2 separate regions of the Ovis aries genome follow, and region 1 is linked to region 2. Evidence: chromatin contacts called from public Hi-C data. All regions are on one chromosome and are shown on one strand. Each heading gives the region's core, a stretch centred on a gene start, on an enhancer-like site or on the middle of the called end of the contact. The rest is flanking DNA. Distances are from core to core; before and after follow the strand shown. Region 1 overlaps PLXNC1 (plexin C1). Region 2 holds the start of PLXNC1 (plexin C1).

The links. Hi-C and Micro-C count contacts between places; a contact is called where the count stands out from the background.
Region 1: a contact with region 2 is called in a Hi-C map of blood, with 2.7 times the contacts expected there. The contact joins the enhancer-like site here to the promoter of PLXNC1 in region 2. A contact is called at or near these places in 2 of 16 Hi-C or Micro-C datasets (both in blood).

The regions. Positions count from the first base shown.
Region 1 is chr3:130,527,556-130,533,906 of ARS-UI_Ramb_v3.0, reverse strand. It overlaps PLXNC1 (plexin C1), which reads right to left. Exons shown (of 30, transcript XM_060412507.1): 18 at 5,379-5,417; 19 at 5,036-5,160; 20 at 3,854-4,052. Among named protein-coding and RNA genes, the nearest start is that of PLXNC1, 110 kb to the right of the region's middle. Within about 2 kb of position 1,751, at least 8 of the 54 cell types and tissues checked have an H3K27ac peak or open chromatin away from gene starts, as enhancers often do.
Region 2 is chr3:130,415,918-130,422,883 of ARS-UI_Ramb_v3.0, reverse strand. It overlaps PLXNC1 (plexin C1), which reads right to left and starts at 2,835. Exons shown (of 30, transcript XM_060412507.1): 1 at 1,705-2,835. The coding sequence starts at 2,775. LOC121819097 (a long non-coding RNA gene) reads left to right here and starts at 2,813. Exons shown (of 3, transcript XR_009599889.1): 1 at 2,813-6,966.

The sequences.
Region 1 (6,351 bases), core at 502-3,001, 110 kb before region 2:
TGTAGAAAATAAACGAAGTAAAGAAGCCATCTGTGATCAAAAGGATATTATTAAACTGAATTTGAGGGGGAGGAAAGAATCAGGGCCACAACCAGGAAGTCAGACTGCCTCGGTGATGATGAGCAGCCAACCACGTGACTAGGGCCTAAAGCCCCAGTTTACAAAGTCAAGCTTCACAGCCAATGCATCTGGCCTGGAAAGGAAGATTTCACCGAATCTCTCACCTGCTTTCCCTTGAACAGGTAAACCAAGACATCTTTGAAGTCTCCTGGGATCCCACCCCACCGGCCCCCATACCATTCTCTACACTGCCAGCAGGGGCGCATCCCTCCTCCGTCCCTGTCCCTGGCTTCCTGTCTCTCCTGTGCCGCCCCACCGCCCCTGGGCCCCCGCACCACTTCCCTCTCCCCTGCTGACAGAGCCTCTAGTCGCTTCCTTACTGTAGGACAGGGCTGGAATGTTCAAAAATTTCCCAGGTGGGGAGAGTGCTGGGACTAGAACACGGCATTTCAATTCTCATGAGAAACTTCCTTTATTTAGAGGTTCACAACCACACGGCTCTCTTCTCTCTCCCTCCACCCCCTTAGGTAATATCCTGACCGCAAACCTAGAACCTCACTTCTCTTTGCTTCTAGCCCACATCAGAGATGGGGATAAGCACCCTTGGGAGGGGGCTGGAGGCTTCTGTAGAGGTCGGCATTTGGGGGCCAGTGGGCTCCTCTGGGCTGTGCAGAGCGACAGCTTCAGACTCAGTGGCCCTGTAGTCAGAATTCTCCGGAAGACTGCAGCTAAACTCAGATAAATAACATCTCATCTGGCATTGTTATCCACACCCGTGGTTCGAAACCTGGAGAATCATCACCAGAATCCCTTGGGGCTGTTATAAAAATAACTCAGACATCTGGATTCTACTTTAAATGCGGGATCTCTGGAGAAGAGGTCTGAGCGTTGGTAGTTTTAACACCTTCCCAGCAGATTCTGGTGCATGGCCAACTTAGGAAAACATGAGGCCATGGGGTTTCTTTGTCACCACCGAACACAAGTTCTAAGTTGTGTTAGAACCTACTCAGACCAGGATGCACACAGCTCCTGGGGAGCCGGCCTTCAGAGCTCCCTTTACGGAACTGACCCCACCCTTCCCATCCTGTGATGGGAATTAAGGTTGGCCTTTTCACCGTCCTTTCCTTCAGGAGACCAGATTCTCTGGCCATAGCTGAGCTTGAGGCTTTTGCACCTGTGATCTCATTCACCATCCCACCCCGCCCCACCCCACCCTGAATCCTTTCCTAAGCCTGAAGAAGGTGGCCTCCCCCTTGAGGAAGCAGTAAGCGGGGTGGCTAAGAGCTCTCTGGTGTTGTCACAGCGCTGTGGGATCTGTGAGTAGAAAACTCTCGTCTATTCTGTGCACCCCAACTCTCCGGAATGCAAAATGGTCATAAAGGTCCTCACCTCATGGGATTCAATGAGAAAAAGAAGCAAAGCTCTTAGCACACTGGCTGGCACATTCAATAAATGGCAGTTATCATTAGTACTTGACCCACACGGCCTTGGAGGCAGAGAGGAGGAAGTTACCTGGAGGTCACAGAATACATGGCGCCCAAGCAAACGTTTGGGGCGGGATGGGGAGATAGGGCAGGCAGGAGGACTAGGCCATCAGAGCCCTGTGCCCTTTGGGCATGTGGAGGGGGAAATCAGGCCCTCCACGCCAGAGGGAATTGTTCCCCTGAAAATGAAAGTATCACTCAACTGGCTGAATGCCACTTCCTCCCCAGGGAGCATGCTGCCCCCTCCCTACCCCAAGTGCTCAAGACACCCATGAATCAGCACTGCAAAATCCTAATGCAGAATCCTCTGCTCAGAGGGGCCGTTTGGGCTCTCAGCCCAGACTTTGGGGACTCCTGACCTCTTTAATGGCCAGGCCCCTCCTTCAGTGGGAAGATGCCCAGATGGGAAGGACCATGCCCAGAGCCACAAAGCGAGCTGGGCTGAGATGAACGTCTAGCCAAGACTCCTAGGCCAGGGTTCCTTCTGCTCCCCTCTCCCACATTCTCAAAGGCAGGGTGATGGGATCACCTGCAGGAGCCTGGAAACCGGGACTGCCAGACCTCGCCTTGAGTTTCTGAGTCAGTGGCTCTAGCGAGTGGTGGGGCAGGGGGTGCCTTTTGAGACTAAGAGCCAGGAACTAGGTGAGGGCCCTGCTACCTCTTTCGAAGCAGCTGTGGCTGAAGCTAGGGAGCCAAAAATATTCACCCCAGAAATAACTGCTCCCCATCTCCCCAAAGCATATGATGATTTATACCAAGTAAACAGAAAAGAAGGCAGATTTCATCAATCTTAATAAATGGGTATTGCCTTGGGAGAGAAAAGGGTTGGTAAAGAAAAAAAAAATGTTGTGCCTCTACTTGTAAGATTGCGTTAAACTCTAAGCATAGTCTATTTAAGGCACTGCTTTTTGGATCTAAACTTAAGTAGCACTGTTAAAACCTGTGGCATAGCAGTGTATCTTATTCAAACTTTAATTAGATTTCGGAACCAGCTACAAATACACAATTATGCAGTTTTGCTGGAATCTGGATGGCTGGTAAAATTAAAGAAGGATAAGAACCTCCTGCACCAGGGGCCTCAGAGGGTTGAATGGAGACTGGGTTCAACAGAACACACTTCTTTTCCTATTAATATTTCATAATAATAATGGGCACAGTTTATGGAGTGCTTCCTCAATGCCAAGCAATTGCATACATTTTTTCATTTATGCTTCAGAACAGCCCTAAAACATTCTTCCATTCTACAGGTTATAAACCCAAGGCTCAGGCTGGTCAAAACACCTGCTTGGGGCCTATAGTAAGTGGTAGAGTCTAGTTTTAGACCAGGCAGCAGACTCCAGAGTACTCCCTCTTACCTATGGCATCTGTGAAAACCTCATGTAAGAAAAGATTTCAAGATTCAACTAGACTACAACCATATTTCCATAGAAACTCTCACAAAGTGAACTCAAGGGGTGGAGGGCTCTTTGGAGACTTGCTTTCACATGAGATGACCACTTGGATTTGAATGTCATTAGCTCATGTGGTAAGTAAACAGCAATTTCCCAGATGCTCAGAGGCTCTGAAAAGAGTGTGTTTTCATCAGTATTTGAAATATGGGGACTTCCCTGGCAGTCCAGTAGTTAAGACTGAGTTTCCAGTACAGGGGCATGGGTTTGATCCCTGATTGGGGAATTAAGATCCCATATGCCACACAGCACAGGCATAAGAAAAAAAGAGAAAGGAATGTTCTCTCCATTCAGTTCAGTTCAGTTCAGTTGCTCGGTCGTGTCCAACTCTTTGTGACCCCATGAACTGCAGCATGCCAGGCCTCCCTGTCCATCACCAACTCCTGGAGTTCACTCAAACTCAGGTCCATTGAGTCAGTGATGCCTGCCAGCCATCTCACCCAGCATGTGTTAATTAACCATGTGAAGATGGACACAAAAGCCACTGGGTTTAAAGTCTCAGTTACGTAAGGTAAGCTCTAGAAATCAATTGTACCACATTGTGGCGAAAGATAACACTTGTGTACACTTAAAAATCTGTGAGAAGGGTCTCACATTGACTGTATTTCTTAATCCAATTTTTAAGAAGAGAGAGGTCTTACCTGAGGAAATTCTAAATGAATCACACTTGCACAAGCCAATCAGAGCCAAAGCAAATTTTCTCTTCCCCTTCATGTGCCCCTGGTGAGGACCAAGACTAAAAGCAGTTAAATACTGACACCACGGAGTACGCAGGACTTATCCTGGCAAAGACGTTAGCATCTGCTGAAAATAACTGCTTACCGTCTTACTTCTGACACTGCCGAGGGATTCGACACTTACCCGCAGAAAACCGGAAAGGCAGACAGACATCCAGTTTGTGAGGAGCTTCTCCACTACGGACTCTGTGCGTCTGAGCATGAGCTTAGGTTGCATGTTGCTGCACTGCTCCATTAAGTCCCTGGTCAGCACCTCCAGGATGCTGGTCAGGTAGACCAGCTTGGTTTGCAGGGCAATCGTTAAGAAGGAAGCAAACAGACACCTGTGTAAAAACAGAGCCTGGGTTACAATAGCCAAGACATGGAAGTGTCCGCAACAGATGAATGGATACGGAAGATGTGGTGCCTATATACAATGGAATGGTATTCAGCCATAAAAAAGAAGGAAATCCTGCCATTTGCAATAACATGGATGGATCTCGAGGGTGTCATGTGAAGTGAAATAGAGAAAGAAAAATACTGTATGAGTTCACTTAAATATGGCATATGAAAAAAAAACCTCAAACTCAGAGAGAGATCAGATTGTGTTGCTCATGCTGTGCACCTAAAACCTCTACAGAGCTGTATGTCAATTATATCTCAAGAAAAAAAAAAAAAGATACACAGACGATGGAAAAAAAGCACACTAAAAAAAAAAAAAACAGAAAAAAACCAGAGCCTTGGTTAATTAGGGTTAACCATCATCTGTGGCTTGCTTGGTGTTGATAGCCATCTCCAGGGAAACATGAGGGGCCCAGCAATGGGGTGTTAACAGGATGCCTCCCTGTGGGTGTTTTTTTTAACATCTAGGTTTCAACTACCTTAGCCTTCAATCCATAAAAACCACATATCAATGTTAACTTCAGGTCATTTTATAGGTTTTCAGCTCTAAAACTTCAAACTAGAGAGGTAACAAGAAGTGAATGTCTTCCCTGAATTTTCAGTGTTTTAAAAATAGAAAACAGCACTTCTGCTTTTGTGACTCAGGATTCATGTTTCTTTCTTGGTGTTGGGGGTTTTTGGGGTGCTTTTTTTGGGGGGGGTCACATGTGTGTGTTTCTTCAAAACAGAACTTGTGTTAGGGCACTGTGTTCTGAAGTGGAGACGCTAAGACTGCATGGCCACCCAAAGAGCCAGCCGATCTCTCAAAAGAGAGATGCGGGTTCTCAGACACCAAGTCCAGGCTGTCGTTTGGAAAGGAAATAAGAGGCGCAGTTTTATCCTCTCTCCTTAATCACTTTCAAAATAGAAACAAACTGCCGGATACCTGTCCTTCACTGAAAAGTTCTTCTGCTTTTCAAGAGTGTGGATAACAGTCACAAGGAAACTTTTATTACAAATCAGGGCATCCAAAGCTATGAGGCTTTCATTCTTGTCGCTGGCATCTCTGTTCTGAAAAAATATATAATATAATATAAATAAATTAACTAAAAGTTAGAAAGTAGATCCACAATGGGGTTTCAAGACAATGAATTATTTAATACCAAATCTGTGATCCCCAAATGCCCACAATAACAATTCTAAATAATGATGGAGATGATGATGGTGGTGATGACGACACTATGAGAGTCAGGCAGTCATGGGCTAAAAATGAAAACTTATAGACTTACATGCATATCTTCAGTGAAGATGTGGGTGAAGCCACCTGACTGAGAGGAAGGAGACACTTTAATTATTCATAACATCCAAATGAAATGAAGAGTGTTTTTTTCTGTTATAATACCTGAGTTCGTTTTAATAAAGTAGAGACACTATTTGCTAATCTGAAGAGCCCCTGGGCGTATGCTCACTGCATGTTCTCTACATAATAAATAATTATTCAGCTCTCAAGAAACACCAGTGACTTCTGAAGGCCTCCAAGAATAATTATCATTGCATCAGTCCCATTTTTTGACAGATGAAGGTATTTAAAAGAATTGATTCAAAAGTTAAAGAAGTGGCGGTGAAAAGATTATGCAAATGTACAGACCACTCCTCAAGCAATTTACCTTCTAAGGATAAATACTGAGTTGCATTGGTAAGTTTATGCAAGTCCTCGCTTAGAAGTATTTACTGTCTCAATACACAATGTTATTCAGGACCGGATGGAGAGGGGTGGCTAAAAGCTAGAATCTGGAGTCAAACGACTTGAGTTCCAGTTCTGGTTTCATCACCTGCTGGTCACATGACTTTGGACAAGTCTTTGAACTTCTCTGAACCTGACTTTCCTCATCTGCAAAATGGAAACAGTAATGACTCCCACCTCATGGGTTAGGTGTGAAAATAAAATTAACGAGTGCATAGTAAGGTTTTCACATCAGCTATCATTATTAGTTTTTTTTTTAATCACTAACAGCATACTAAACCACAATGCCATTGCCCTGTTGGTTTCTAAAAATATTTTAAACTGTTATGCTCTGTAGCCCCTGAATATAAACTTTGAAATTTGAGTTTCTGCTAATGTATCATAAATCATATTGGAATTAAATGATTAAAATTTAAAAAGCATGATGTGTAACACTGAGTCAATGGGATAAAAATATAAATTTAAACATTGTTATTTTTAAATGTTTTCATAATCATTGAAACCATTAAAGTGAATTT
Region 2 (6,966 bases), core at 1,586-4,085:
CATCTACACAGCTGTCAGATGGCGGAGCTTGGATTTCCACTGTTATCACCTGCTGCGGGCCTCCGAGCTGTCTCGACATTGACCCGAGAGACCAAGTATGCCTAAAGCTGCACACTAAGTGCTATGTGGGGGTACTTTCAAGTCTTTCAACAGAGAAGTCAAAGATGGTGATTTTTGCCGAACTTGAACTCATAAGGATCTCACGAAGACAGATATTAAATATTAACTTATAATTGTATAGCCAGATGAAGTCATGTAGGAAGTATTATGCATTATATACATTTGCGTAATGTATATAATGTAATAATTATAACAGTGACCAAATGAAGACATTATGTGTGTGCCCCAGCACACAAGTAGTGGGCAAGGAGGAGGAAGCAAATGACCATTCTAAGAGGCCTTGCAAAAAACCTGTTTTTTTTTTTTTTTCTTTCTGGGTAATAAGGCTAATATTTGGTAAGATGGGCTCTGCCTGGGTGAAGGTGGGAGTGTCTTTCCATACACTTCTCAATAGACCTTAGCGCCAATGTCCTCTCTGTGCTTACACAACAAATGTATCAACACAGCACATTTTTCCAAGTGAAGACTTCTCGCCTTGCTCTCTGACGCATTTTATACCAAAACAATGGCAACACCTGTAGCCGTTAATTTCTGCTCTTTGATTTCTGTCCAGTTATAAAGGAGGCGCTCAGCAGGCTCCCCTCTCAGGAGCCATATGTGGAGTTGATGTGCCAGCAGCCTTGGAAGGAAAAGAGCCTCGGAGAAGCGCACAATGGCTCCATAATCCCCATCCACTGGACCCTCTTGAACCTCGGCTTTCTTTCCCAGTCAAAGAAATGCCAGTTTCAAGAGTCAAGCTGTGGCTGTCCTGGGGACCCTGGGGGAGGTGGGGGGGGTGGTGGTGGTGAAAAACTCTGCCATTTGCCTGGGTGGGTGGTGCCCCTGAGCCCCGCCATCTAGTCAGACAATCTGGAGCCCAGAAACTGCCTGTGGCACCCCCAACACTTTCTCTCGCCCTCCCCTCTAGGGTGAGGCTTTTTACCCACAAAGCCACCTCCGCGGGCCCAGCCTCTCCCCCGAGCTGTAGACCACAGCGCACACCCTCCACAGAGCCACAGCCCCGCCCCCTTGCACCGGGCCGCGCAGAGGGTTCTGTTCCCCCCAAGCCTGAGCCTCTGTTCCAGCCTAGCGCTGACCGGTGTCGAGCAGACCAACTCTTCAGACCACATCACAAGGGTTACGGGGGGTGGGCACAAAGACTGGGGTGTGGCAAGTCCTTTAGGTTCCACGGCTTCTCAGCCCAGGGCACTGCGTTTGGTAACCCTGGTGAGGACAAGGGTCAAAGCCGCAGGCCAACCCAGACCACACACCGGGGGAAGCGTTTAGGGGAGGGCGGGGGAGCTGCCTGGGGAGGCTCAGACCCAAACAAGCGCCCCTGTTTGGATAGGCAGGGATGGCAACGGGATGCAGTCACCAGAGTTTTGAGCTTAACTCCTACCCTCTCCACCTCCCTTTTTTCACACTCCCTCGGGGACCTCTGGTCGTGCTTGAGAGTAGCCCGAGGTACCAGAACGGTGGTCGGGCGGCCACAGGGCTGCGTAAATCCGAGAACTGGTAAAGGTCAACCCTCTCTGCCTGCGGCTCTGCCTCGCCCGCGGCTCCGCAAAGGGAGCGCTCCCCTACCCAGGAAGGGGCAGGACTTACGCAGTTGTTCTCGTTGTTATCGATCTCGAAGTCCCAGCGGCAGATCTTGGTGCGCGCCTGGATCTCACTCATCCTGAAGAGGCAGAGTGCGGTGGTGGTGGGCGACCGCTTCTCCTGGTCCTCTCCGGTGGCTGCGCTGAACACGCCCGCCCAGACGTCCAGGGCCTCCACCAAGCTGGAGGAGAGCAGCAGGCGGCGGCCGTCTGGGTGGCCGCGGCCGCAGTGGAGGGCCGCCTGGCCCTGGAACAGAAGCATCTCGGAGCTCTTGGCGATGCGCGCCATGCTGGGCCAGCCGGTGGCGGCGCCTCTCGAGTAGTTGTAGGGGTAGTAGGGGAAGTAGACGCTGCCGTTCCAGAGAAAGGCGTCCACGAAGTGCAGGCTGCTCCCGCCGTCGCGCAGCTTGAGGCGTCCCGTCTCCTTCGTGGCCAGGCTGCGCTTCCCGGTGTCCTTGAGCGCGATGGCCGTTTCGCGGTCGGACGCCGCGGGGTTGCAGCGGCTGGCCGTCTCGGACTCGGGCAGCACATAGGTGGCGGCCACGGCCAGGTACCAGCTCTGGGTGTCGTTCGCGTAGTACACCACGCCGGCCGTCGAGCCCTGCGGGTGACACGACACCACCTCGGTGCCGTTGCGCAGGGAGCTGCGGCTCAGGTTGCCCAGGGGTCGCACCTCGCAGGCGCCCCGGTCGAAGGTCCAGCCGGTGAGCAGCAGCCCCTCGAGGCCGGCCGCCCCCTCGCGGTAGGGCAGCAGCAGCTTGCTGAAGCTGCTGCCCGGCCGGGGCCGCGCGGGGGGCGCCAGCGGGACGGGCTCCGAGCAGTTGCCCGCTTGGTCCCGGTATAGGCGCGAGAGCCTGTGCTCCAGGCTGTAGTCCAGCTGGTCTAGGCAGCTGCCGCTCGCCACGAACACGCCGTCCTCCCGGCTCACCGCGATGGCTCCGATAGCTTGCTGCGACCGCCACACGGGCTCGTCCGCGCCCCGGCCGGGCGCCGCGAGCGCCAGCAGATAGGCAAGCAGCGGCAGCAGCGCGGCGGGGCGCGGGGGGCGCGGCGGTGCCTTCCTCCGGGAGACCTCCATGGGGCTGTGGCGTGGGGGGGGGGGCCGCCCCCGGGCAGGGCGCGCGGCGGCGACGGCGGCTCAGGCGCGCGGCGAGTGAGACGCGGGCGGCGGCGGCTCCTGCGCGCGCTCGGGCTCCCGCGGCCGCCCCATCCCTGCGGCTCGCCCGGGAAGGAGAGCGGGGAGGGCGGCGCGCGGCGGGCTCGTTCCGGCAGCCTGTGCAGCGGCGGCGGCGGCAAGCCCTGCGCGCTCCGGCGCCGCTTCCTCCGGGCCCTCCTTCTCCGGAGAGTTCCTCTGTGCAATGCTGGCGCTCGAGGGGAGGCGCGGAGGGGAAGGGAGGGGACGGGCGGAGGGGAGCGAGGCAGGCGGGGAGGGCTGGAGAGGTTGGGTGCGCTTGTGCGTTTCACTTTCCCATTGTGAAAGTGGGATGCAACTGGCCCCCTTCCTCATCCTCTTCCTCCTCCTCCCTCCGCCTCCTGTCCGCCCGCCCTCCCTCCACGCCCATCTCCCCTCCCCTCTTGATTCGGTGAGATAGGGAGGAGGGAGGTCTCGTAATTTGGGTTACTGTGTAGGTGGCCTCTTTCATCTATTCATAACAAAGCTGAGCCGCCTGCCGCCGCCACCACCATAGCCCCTTAGCTCGCCCGGGGCTCCCGGGGCGCGCTAACAGCGCACCAAGCTGGCTCCAGCGCCTGTCCGCCCGCGGGGCTGCTCCAACGCTCGGGTTTTGTTTACGAGAGCGGCGCGGAGAGATGCGCAAGGCTCGGGGAGCTAGGACCCAGGCCGCCGAAGGGTTGCAGCTGAGGCCCGGGGCTCGGGCCACTGGGAGGCTGCGAGGGCGGCTGACAGGTGTGGAGCGGCGGGAGGGAGGCCCTGGGGAGGAGCGCGAGAGAGGGAAACACTGACAAGCCCGAGGCTCAAGGAACCAAGGCGCCCCTGTGACAGGCGCTGGGTTTCCCCGGGTCAGAGGAGTGAGGTGGGGGAAAGGCAGGCGCCGAGATTCTGGTTCTGGACAATCCCTGGGGCCGGAGCTCCCATACTTGAGGAGGTTCTCGCATTTCCCTTGGCAACGGAGTCCCAGGCTTTCAAACCTAGCACTTAGAAAGTTCTTCTCATCATCTAACCTGAATGAGCGTGGCTAGTATTTATTGAGAACGTACTGCGTGCCGGGTCCCGCTTGAAATTCATTACGTGGATTAAAACTCATTTAATACCCATAACAACCCTGTTAGTGACTTGTTATTATCAGCCCCATTTCGTTAGGAGGGGTGGAGACGTTGCGGAACTTGCCGGGGGTCCTACTGCTGGCAGACAGCAGAAGTGAGATTCGAATTCTCTTCTAGCTCAGGGCCGCTTACACCGCTCCCTCTAGCCAAGTTCCACCTGTGGTCTTTACAGAACTACCTGGAGAGCATTCTCAGCAGGTGGGGCAGAAAAGTTCCCCAAGTTAAATGTTCCCACCTACTTCCCAGCCCAGCCTTCAGAGTCAAGTACCCTTATTTCCCTAGAGGCGCTCCGTCTGTGTCCTCCTTTGGCACCTCTTTCCTTTGGACTCTCTGAGGTCTCACCAACCCACCAAGGCGGCAAATACCAGCTGGGCCGCCCCCCAAACCACCAAGAACTTCTGGAGCCCAGTGACTATCTGAGTCACCTGTGTGTAGGTTCATGCTTTCTCAGAAGGGAGCCTCAGAGACTGCACAGATGCCTCCCAGCCCTGAGGCAGCTGCACCTTACCATCTGGCAGGTGATCCGGGGGCGCAGCAGGGGGAACCCGGTGCACCCCATGACAGAGGATCTGTGACTCTTTCCAGGCCATTTCCAGACCAGAGGCCCCAGGGACGGCAATTGGTCACAACCCCTTTCTTCCTTCCCCTCCCAGTTTCCCAATTCTAGATGGAATCGGTTCGGGGGTGGGATGGGGTGGGTGCCTGGGCTTCCTCTAGATGCTGAGTCCTTCTGAAGGAGCAGCTGTTGCAGGTTTTAAACTTCTACCATAGTGCCTCAAGTTCTTCTCCCCGGTGCTGAGGGACAGGGCGGGAGGAGACTGATCTGGAAGGCTAAAGCAAAGGAGGTTGAGGGGAAGCAAGACACACGAGAGGAACTGGGGTTTCCAATCTGGATGTGCAGTTAAAGGTTCACATCATCCCGGCAGTAGCTCTCATACTTTGAATTCACAAGTGGTCATCTTTCCATTTGTCCTTTCCTTGTTTGAAATTGGATAACATTATCTTTGCCTGCCAGGAGGCAGCATGTGCTTTCCTACAAGCTGTCAGGTCGCTCTTTCTGCTGCGGTGACGGCGGTTGGGGTGCTGGTGAGGAGAGAAGAGGGGCAAGGGAAAGACCTACCAGATCGAGGTGAACCAGGAGATCTTTAGGAGAGGCTAATCAGACACGCTCTGCTCCAAAATAAACAGGCGCCACTCCCTGCACTGTCTTCCCACCTGAAACGTTTTAAGAATTTTTGCACTGCTGGCAGTGGAAAAAGTGGTGTCTTGGAAGCATCTGCAGTAGCTCATGGAACCCTTCACAGCATAGGAGAGGATGTGTGCGCCCATATTTTGACAGCGTTTCCCGTGAATGGTGAAGAAACAATGATCACTGCCTTCATGAGCCGGCTGTGGCAATGTTGTTATGAGAAGCAACAGTTCAATTCCATTCTGGAGATAGTTTTACTTCACTGGTAACCAAGTAATTTCTTGAAGTCCCGTAGAGTTGGTACAATCAGGAGCAGCCCATCTTGGGAGCTATTTGGATTAAACATACTCTGTGGTGCGGCATTTTGATCACTACTCAATTCATTGCTGCCTCATGTTGAAAAAGAAACAACATCTTAAAAACACTACCAGCAAGAAGCATAAGTGGCTTTGATGGCTACCGTCTCTTGGCATTCTACTGGGATCGTAAGCCCCGCTCTGGAGAGCAGGCTTCTTTTCTCTCCCATTTAATTGTATGCAGGCTCCTATGGTGAAAGAAATCAGAATCTGTGCCTATTTTTTGGCATGAAAAATGTACAGGACTCGGAAGCATATGAATGTGTTCTTTGCTGATTCTATCCTGTTTGGTACAAACATATTTGGCCCATTCCAATTTTCCTGTGTGCTAAAGCTCCACCTTCAGGACATAAGTTCACATTTGAAAACGGTGGGAAACATGAACAACCAAAATAAATATTTAGGCATGTGGATTCTGAATGGTTTTGATCGCTTTCTCTTGGACACCGCTGTCTGGCCGAGGATGCGAATCCCACCGGTGACCAGGTTTCCGTCTCCCAGTGCTGGAGCCCAGCCCATCGGGTGTCACGTGTTGCACATTCAGAACTCCTTGTAACACAACTGGCTGAAACCCAAAAAAAGGAAGATGGTGCAGATTTATCCTCCAGACAGAGACCTGCTACCACGGAAACAAGCAGTTCAGACTGATTCGGAGCAGTTTTTATTTGTAGCATTCACTAGATGGGAAAGTCTTCATAACGAGAAAATATCAACTCCCCCAGGCACCAAAGGCAATCTGGGTTAACCAGATCATCCACAATCAGACTCATTTCTGCTGGACAGGACTTTGTAGATCTTGTGGCTTCCTGCCGAAGTTCAGGACATTAAGAACTGGTCGGCGGGCAACTGGTCACAGTCACAAGATGGCTATCATTGGTGCTTCGGTTTGCTCTCTGACTTAGGAAATTCTGACAGTGGTCTTTGGGAATGACTGTCCCGGCAGAGATGAAAAGCCACCAAGATGATTAGTTCTGGCAGCCAATGAGTTCTCTTTATATCTTATTTATGTAGCTACGACCCCCTTGGTGGCATTTGGAAAGCACCACTCAGGGGGTTGAATAGTTCCAGTCGTGTCCTTCTAGGACTTAAGACAGCTTTACTCAAATCTATGTGGTCTTCCACATCAAGTCCCTTATCAGAGCTTCTAGCCCCCTTTGTGACTGACAGGAAAAAGAAATGAGCCAGGCTTCTTTCTAGTATGCTGATGAGTAGATGGTTGAAAGCAGATAAGATGAAGAGCCATTTAATAAGTTTGAATTGATGCTGAGAGACAAGTTGAATGCAGTTCAATAAACATGGAAAGTCAGTCAAAGGCACAGTTAAGACATGGTAAAGGAACATTCATTGGAAGGACCAACACTGAGGCTCCAATACTTTGACCACCTGATGCAAAAAAACCGACTCATTGGAAAAGACCCTGATGCTGGGAAAGATTGACGGC